Linked DNA regions of Sus scrofa: regions 2 and 3 are each linked to region 1. Evidence: chromatin contacts called from public Hi-C and promoter capture Hi-C data. All regions are on one chromosome and are shown on one strand. The core of a region is the stretch at or near the end of the contact, and the rest is flanking DNA. Distances in the headings are between cores, read along the strand shown. Region 1 holds the start of HSD3B1 (hydroxy-delta-5-steroid dehydrogenase, 3 beta- and steroid delta-isomerase 1). Region 2 has its middle 17 kb from the start of PHGDH. Region 3 holds the start of PHGDH (phosphoglycerate dehydrogenase).

Evidence for each region. Promoter capture Hi-C pulls out the DNA fragments that hold promoters and counts their contacts. A called contact is a pair of places that touch in the nucleus more often than the background predicts.
Region 2: a contact with region 1 is called in a Hi-C map of liver, with 2.1 times the contacts expected there. A contact is called at or near these places in 3 of 5 promoter capture datasets (fetal skeletal muscle, liver and skeletal muscle), 27 of 47 Hi-C or Micro-C datasets (adipose tissue, alveolar macrophages, brain and 15 more) and 1 of 2 datasets of targeted methods (alveolar macrophages).
Region 3: a promoter capture Hi-C map of liver shows a contact between it and region 1, with 2.4 times the contacts expected there. A contact is called at or near these places in 2 of 5 promoter capture datasets (fetal liver and liver) and 3 of 47 Hi-C or Micro-C datasets (embryonic fibroblasts, fetal liver and liver).

What each region holds. Positions count from the first base shown.
Region 1 is chr4:101,572,389-101,575,088 of Sscrofa11.1, reverse strand. HSD3B1 (hydroxy-delta-5-steroid dehydrogenase, 3 beta- and steroid delta-isomerase 1) reads left to right here and starts at 1,267. Exons shown (of 4, transcript NM_001004049.2): 1 at 1,267-1,317; 2 at 1,448-1,683. The coding sequence starts at 1,539.
Region 2 is chr4:101,493,475-101,496,219 of Sscrofa11.1, reverse strand. No RefSeq gene overlaps it. Among named protein-coding and RNA genes, the nearest start is that of PHGDH, 17 kb to the right of the region's middle.
Region 3 is chr4:101,476,651-101,479,528 of Sscrofa11.1, reverse strand. It overlaps PHGDH (phosphoglycerate dehydrogenase), which reads left to right and starts at 1,385. Exons shown (of 12, transcript NM_001123162.1): 1 at 1,385-1,672. The coding sequence starts at 1,535.

The DNA.
Region 1 (2,700 bases), core at 18-2,517:
TCCAAGCCCTGTCTGCAACCTACACCACAGCTCACTGAGCAAGTTCCAACCTGTGAACTCATGGATACTAGTCACATTCCTTTCCTCCAAGCCACGATGGGAACTCCCAGCTCGCTTCTTAACCACTCTCTGACTCTGTGTAAACTGCATCTTGCACCTGGCATTCCTTTCTACTTTAGTCCCTTGTGGGATTCTTCCTCTTCAGAGGTTGCAGGCTGATAAGCCCTGAGAGAACCAGAATCAGTTGCCCAGCTGCTCAAGGCCGGCTGTGACTATTTGGAAGCTTTACAAAGGAAGAAGTATTGCAAGGCTGACACAACTTTGATCTAATCATCTACCACAGACCACAAGCCCTAGGATCTCTTCCTGTGGCCAAGGCAGGGGGACACAGTCCTTGAAGCACTAGCCTTCTGTGTTCCCCTCTGCCTGGCAATTAAAGCAACCCTTTCTGTTTTCTCCAGCTGTCTCTCCACATTTCTGTTTCTGTTTGGCATCAGTGTACAGAGGCACCTGAGACTTTGGCCGCAATCAGAGCTGCCGCCCCTGCAAATTTCTAAACTTTGCAAGACAGCAACAATGTTTCAAATGACACTCTAAGAGAGCCCACAATGGGCGACAGTGCATTTTCCCCCAGATGTATTTATTGCATAAGGCCACAAGTCACACGGTGCTGGGAGTTTTCTCCTGATCTAGTTTGCTTATTTATTTATTTATTTATTTATTTATTTATTTATTTATGTCTTTTTAGGCCACCTTTGGCCCATGGAGGTTCCCAGGCTAGGGGTTGAATCAGAGCTGTAGCTGCTGGCCCACGCCACAGCCACAGCTACAGGGGATGTGAGTCACGTCTGCGACCTGCACCACAGCTCAGAGCAACGCCTGATCCTTAATCCACTGGGCGAGACCAGAGATCGAACCCAAGTCCTCATGGATACTAGTCGGATTCGTTAACCCCTGTGCCATGACAGGGACTCCTCCTGATCTAGTTTAAATTTACAGACTGGGGAGCCCAGACAGCTGGCACTGACTGCCAGGTGTCCTGGTGAGGATAAAACAAATAATCTTTCTCCTGCTGTGGCTGGAAGCCTGCGGTCTCTTCCTGTACCTTGGAGGAATGGCACAGATACAAGTTAAAGGTTGCCACTCACTTTTTAGACAGGAAGTAAGGAGGCGTGAGCTATGAGTGTGGAGTAAGAGTTCAAGGAGAAGTGGGCTGAGTCAGAGGCAAGGGCACATAAAGCTCCATCCATTCCTGCCCTTGGGCCATCAGGAGACCAGAACCCAGGCTCTCTCTTCTGACTTGCAACAATCTTACAGGTTAGAGCTTTTTTCATTTGCTTTCAGCTACTCCTGGGAGGGGGCACATGGGATTTTTGCAAAAATGGAGTGGAAGGAACAAAATGAGTTTCCACTGAATCACCTGACCTCTCTTTTGGGCCCTTTCCAGGGCCACCCTCTCCAGGTTCGCCCGCTCATCCAGTCTGCTCCCCAGTGTTTTCTGGTTCCTGGCAAGTATTTCTCGGTGCCCAGGTTTAGCAATGGCTGGATGGAGCTGCCTTGTGACAGGAGGAGGAGGGTTTCTGGGTCAGAGGATCGTCCACTTGTTGCTGGAGGAGAAGGATCTGCAGGAGATCCGGGTACTAGACAAAGTCTTCAAACCAGAAGTTCGGGAGGAATTTTCTAGTAAGTGAACTCTAGTTATGGGTGTGTAGCTCCATTTTAAACCCTGCATTGGTGTGGGGAGGGGGTTCTTGTCTAGCAGTTTCAGGAAAACTGTAATCCAATCAAGGCTAATCCTATGTCTTTGCAAAGGCAATCACAGATGGGGTAATAGAAAGACACCGAGCTGGGTGTCTGGAGATGAGTCCGGTCCTGACCAAGAACTAGAGAGGGAGCCGCAGCCCCGGCCACTTCTGCTTCTAGGCGTCTTTTCTTTTCATCTGGAAAATCACATATCAGTTTTCTCTTTTGTCAACAAGTCTTTAACATTCTGAAGATTTTTTTGACTTGTCACTTGCTTTGCACCGTCTGCAAAGGGCAAGCAAGTGCCATTAACCCCTGGGTCCCTACCCCTCTTGATTGTCCCTGCAGACTAATGGGTCTCTTTGTGGCTTCACTTAACATTGCCGGTGAACCAGAAGGGAGTGAAGTGAGTGACTGAGAGAGAGAGAGTGAGAGAGAGAGAGCGAGAGAGAGAGTGAGAGAGAGAGAGCGAGCGAGAGAGTGAGAGAGAGAGAGAGAGAGGGAGAGACAGATAGAGAGACAGAGGGAGGTAGGGAGGGAGGAAGAGAGGGAGTAGGAGAGAGAGGGGAGTGGAAGGGGGGCCTGGGCGTGCAGCGAGGGAGCCCGAAACAGAATGAGAGGCAGCAGACAACAGACACACCTCCTGTGGACAGGTGCCGTGCTGGATGCAGAGGCTTCTGGAAGGAAAATAATAGAGAATGCTCATGGAGTTCTTTCTGTGCCAGGCAGTGGGCTAGGTGTTTTTTCGTTTGTCCCCTCATTTGCCCCTCATCACAGCCCTCTGGGATGGGTAAGAGTATCCTCCTGTTTTAAAGATGAGAATACAGGCACAGGGGAGTACAGCCCATGCAGGCTGCTGCAACGAAAAGAAAAGCAGGCTGGGTAGCTTATGACAAGAAATTCATTTCTCACAGTTCTAGAGTCTAGAAGTCCAAAATCAAAGCAGGATCACCTTTC
Region 2 (2,745 bases), core at 25-2,524, 79 kb after region 1:
ATTTTCTCCATCCGAGGTGCTCTGCCTTCAGGAGATTAGTGTTGGGAGGGCAGGGGCCGTGTGGGAGCTGGAGCTCCTACCTGTGCAAGTGCCGCGTCCAGAGTTGGGAAATGTAACAGCTAGAGGCGTGACAGAAGGTCACAGAGCACGTGAAACAGGAGTGCTAGTGCTGTTTGTTCTCCAAGAGAGAAAATTTGCTTTTAGGTCCCCTCCTCTCGTTTTGTTACACTGAGGTCTCTTGAGCGCCATCTGGTGGCCAGATTTCTATTAGCACGTCAGAGAGGCTCTCCCCTTCCCCACAAAACGTTTTTTCATCATAGGATGCCAACTGTCTACATTTTAAGTTCCTCTCTGGACAGGGCTATGTCTTGCTGTCTACGCATCAGTACCTTGTACAACTGACAGGTTATAGGCAACAAGAAAGTGTTTGCTGAAAGAGCAAATGTTGATGCATTATAAGCTGGGAGTGGATATTGGCATCAGGACTGAACTGGTGTTGAGAGAAGTTGCTGAAAAGCAGGGATAAGTTGTCCTGGTTGGGAAGGGTGAGTGCAATGTCTGCAACTAAAAAATAAAACCACCTCCAGGCCAAAGAGCTGCTGAAATCCCAAACAGACTTCCGGAGGACACATAGGGAGCTAATAGAATCCCATTGGAGCCTAGGCAACGTGTGGCAGTGGTGGACTCCGGCGTCTCTGGTGTATAATTTAACGAGTCCCAGTCATTTCAGGTCTGCCCTGCTCCATCCCCAATAGCACAATGCCAGAGTGGGTCCTGGGGGAGCTGGAAAGCACTTTCTCCTAAAGGGGACTGTCGCTAATGTGTGGGCTCATTGGGTGAGATCTGTATTGCAATGATTTCAGACTTTTCAAAAGAAATGAAAATATCTTTTTTAAATCTTTTTTTTTTTTTTTTGATTTTTAGGGCCTCACTTGAGTCATATGGAGGTCCCCAGGCTAGGGGTCCAATTGGAGCTACAGCAGCTGGCCTACGCCACAGCTCATGGCAACACAGGATCTTTAATCCATTGAGGGAGGTCAGGGATTGAACCCGCAACCTCATGGTTCCTAGTCGGATTCGTTTCTGCTGCACCACACCAGGAGCTCGTTTTTTGTTTTTTTTTTTTTAATTTTTAAAATTTTATTTTATGGCCTCACCTGTGACATACGGAAGTCCCCAGGCCAGGGATTGAATCCAAGATGCAGCTGCAACCTATGCAGCAGCTTGCAGCAAAGCCAGATCATTTACCCACTGCACCAGGCAGGGATCTAATCCAAACCTCTGCAGTGACCCAGGCCACCACAGTCAGATTCTTAACCCACTGCACCACAGCAGGAATGCCAATAAATGGAAATCTTAACGTGAAATTCCTTAATTTTCCAGTATCAGCTCAAATTACTTTTGAAACACTCAATGGTTCAAAAACACATGTGTCTGTGGCCAACAGTTAGTAATCCATCAACTAGTCTCTCTAAGCTTCTTTCCACTCTTCTGACTCACTGTGGCTCTGACCTCTGCCCTGTCTATGCATGACTAGTTTTGAAATAAGGTCAATTGATAATCCTAGCTCAGTGTGAACCACAAGGTCAGAAGTGCTCTTTCTTTGAAGTTTTAGGACAATGAGCTTTTCTTTAGGAAAAATACTGAAGTGTTTCTCTTTAGGTAAAATATCTTCCAGAGCAGTGCCCACCTCCACCCCCCAATCCCACACCACCTGACTATGGACAGCTGTCTCCTGTGCTTCTCTCTGAGACAGATCTCTGCAGCATGCTGTGTTTTATGCACCTGAACTGGATCAGGTCTCTTCATCCCGATCTTTTCCCCAGGGTGCACTCTTTCTCAAACTTTCTATTTTATTTATTGAGAAGACTATTATGCTATCAAATTAATGACACTAATTCCAATCAAGCACCATGTGTTAATGCAAGTGAATGACTTTGCCAATTGCTCTTTAAAAGGAACAGAATTGAATGTCGACCTTTCTGTCTGTATACATACATATAATTTTATACATATATTTATATGTATATATGTAATTATGTATATAAACTTTTTGTTGGTATAATCAAAATTATGCATGTCTTCACTTTATTCACAGCTTGAAAGTTCTAGAGAACTCAGTGTGGAGAGAAGGAGTTGATGGAAAATGTCTGACTCCTTAACTCATCTTTGCTGAGAGTTGTGGGAAAGTTTCTAGAATTGTCCGTCCGAGCCCATAGGAGAATCTGATCCAAGCAACCGAGCCTTCCCTCACACAAAACATGCATAGGCCTATTATTTTCCAAAGGCTGCAGCAGCCCTAGGAGTACATGGACCTCAAGTACAAGAATCCCTGCTGTATGAGTGAAGGGCAGGGCAACCACACAGAGCCCGTAGATCTAATTTGATTTGAAGGAGGCCTGTTGACCATAAATTCTCCCTCAGTACATCACACCTTCCGGCAGAACTGAACCAAGATTCTAAGATACCCTTTTTCTGTTCCCTTAGGAACTCAGGGCCCTGTTCCATTAAGACTTGTTAAGGTCAGGAAGTTTCCACTGTGACTCAGCAGTACGAACCCAACTATTACCCATGAGGATGTGTGTTCGATCCCTGGCCTCGCTCAGTGGGTTTGGCATCCTGCATTGCTGTGAGCTGTGGTGTAGGTCACAGACATGGCTTGGATCCCGCTTTGTTGTGACTGTGGTGTAGGCCAGCAGCTGCTGCTCCAATTCAACCCCTAGCCTGGGAACTTCCACATGCCAT
Region 3 (2,878 bases), core at 136-2,635, 96 kb after region 1:
TGCCCAGTATGAAAGTAGGCAGGGCATAAATAATAAAGAAAGAAAATAATGTCCAGGCGGCAGGTGTAGGAGGGCCTCTGGTGGTGAGTTGAACAGTACCTGAGAAGTTTGATTTGGGATAAAGGCAGGGGCTACTTACATTTTATAGACAGCAGGCTTTAGATTGTACACTGAATGGAAGTAGAGGGTGAGTCCTGGAAGAAGTGGAATGAAAGTGGTAACCAAAATGGGTGCTTCCCCAGTTGCTTTGTTAGCCCGTGGGCACAGGTCCACTGTCTTTGTCCAGGACCCCCAGGGCTGCTGGGCACCTCGTGAGAGGAAGAGAAACAGAAGTGCTGGAGTGTGGGACCAAGAAATCATGCAAACCAATAAACAGAACAGCCAAATTATCCTCTTTCCCATTGGGAGCATTTGCTCTAACATCGGATGTGTGCCTAGGGATTATCTGTCCAAAGTTTCATTAGAGTATCAACATTGCCTAATTCTATAGGATAAGGACCAAGCACTTGAGGTTTGCGAATGGTGCTGGAAAACAGAACACATCCGGTAACTGGACTGCCATATGTCTATAAAACTGAATTTAATTCACCTATGAGCATCTCTGATTTTACTTCTGATCCTAGGTGCCCTTAAATAACCCAAAGTGGAATTTTTCCAGTGTTCTGGGAGATGGGGCATGGAAGAGCATGTTTGTTGTGGGATTTAAACAAAAGGAGTTAAGAGCTGGGAAGTGCCTCCTTGGTCAGCATGTATATTAGGCCAGACGGACGTCTCATTTTCCTTTTCTTCTTTGTTATAATCAGAGAGGAAGCAGAGGAAGAAGAGACTATTGAACTCGAACAAACCTCCTGGCTGGTCCAAATACATCCAGGCCTTTGATCTCTTAAGCTCATAACTCTCATTGCATCCTTCATTTGAGATTAATCACTGCTTAGTGAGGTCTCAGAAACAGTTTCCTATTGCTTTTTACTATTTAGCTTTTCCATGTTTGTGTCTTTGGTATCCTTGATGTTACATCACCGAGGAAAGGGCTATGTCTTTTTGATATTGGAGCCGCTTCAGCATTCACTACCCTGTCTTGCACATAGTAGGTGCGCTCAATAAATTCCTGTTAAGGAATTCGTGCATGAGTCCTTAGGAGGAAAGAAGTGAGGGTGAAACATTTCTCTCACGATGAGAACGAGTATTTCCCAGTTTGTTTCAGATATGAATCAGCAAGTCAGCATAAACTGTGCTCACCAGGTGTAGGGAAAAGTTTTGGCTTAGATTGAGAAATTCATCTCTGGAGAATAATTAAATGGGCGTGGGATCTGAAGGCTCAGAACTGCGAGGAGGAGGCGGAGTCACAGAGAGTTGGAGCATTTCTGTCCAATCAGAAGGAGATGGTAGAAGCAGGAGGGGGAGATAAAGGGGGAGCGGGAGATCGTGAATCCTGCCCAGTTACAGAAGCCCGCCAGCCGGAAGAGCTGCTTTGCGGTTTGGTTTAGGTGTTTCTGCCCCGGGCGAGCTGCAGTTTCTGAGGCCGACTCCAGTAATGGCTTTTGCAAATCTACGGAAAGTGCTTATCAGTGATAGCCTGGACCCTTGCTGCCGGGAGATCCTGCAAGATGGAGGGTTGCAGGTGGTGGAGAAGCAGAATCTGAGCAAAGAGGAGCTGATAGCCGAGCTGCAGGTTAGATGAACGGGAGAAAGACGAGGGCTCGGTGGCATCCTCCGCGAACCCCGGCTCACCGAGCCCGGCCCAGCGCGCCCCACCCCCGCGCCCCACTCCCATCCCTGGTGTCAGTCAGTCTCGGGGTTTACGGAAATTGGGGGTTGGGGAGGGGGTCAGGGAGAAGTTGGAGGGAGGACCAAATGGTGGCAAGCTGCAGGATGCAAACTTTCCGTTCCGTCTGCAACTGCCTGTTTCTTGTTGGCATGCCTCCGCCAGCATTGCAAAGTGCAGGCTGCTCCAACTTGTCCTGCATGCTGCCCGCCGGATGCCAACGCGGCTCCCCCTTGCGCACAGTGGCCCTGGCAGTTCAGCGCCTCCTCTGCCTCGCGCGGAGGGCGCCGGGGGAGGAGCGCCAAAGTGGCTTCCCTCGGTGGAGCTCAGGGACCAGCGATCCTTCCCCGGCCAAGCCCTGGCTTGCCCAGCCAAGTCCTACCTTCCCTGGGGCAGCGGGGGGGTGGGGGGAGGTGGAGTGTTGGCTGGCGGAGTCCCAGCCTGTCTCGTGGCTGCTAGAGAAGCTGCAGGAAAGGCTGCCAGGCTGGGGCAGCAAACGGCATACCCGCCTTTCGTCTGATGCAAGACTGCTGAGAGTTTTCACCGCCCCTCGGCCTCCTGGGAGCTCTTGGAGGAAGGGGGACGGGCTGTGGGCTCCCGAGATGCCGGCGCGAGCCGCGAGCCGCTAGCCGCAGCTGTCCAGGCTTAGTCCCAGCTCTCCATGGCCTTGGCGGAGGTCCCCACCGTGGTCAGGAATGACCAGATCAGACTAGATCCCACACGCCCTGGAAATTTTATATTTCTTAGAACATCTTCAGGAACGTATCACCGTTTGTTGTGTTTGCTGTGTAGTCTAATTCAAATCTTTGTCTGCCTTGTTTGTCAACATTCTGTGGGACTTGGTGGCCTCGTCCAGGCTTATAACATTTATTCTGTGAACTCTTCAGTTCTTGGACTTCATACTTCTGTGCTGCATCCAAAGCCCAGGGGTCTCTACCCCACCTGTCAGAAGTATTCTCCCCGCCACTCAACTTCCACAGCCCAACGTGTAGGCTCCTACCTAGCTCAACCAGTTTCGGGGAGCCTATCCATCCCCGCCACCCTTCTCTGCTCCCCTGGTCCCTTACATCAAACCGCGGGGGCAGCTGCTGTTGCTTTAGCTGTGGGGCACTC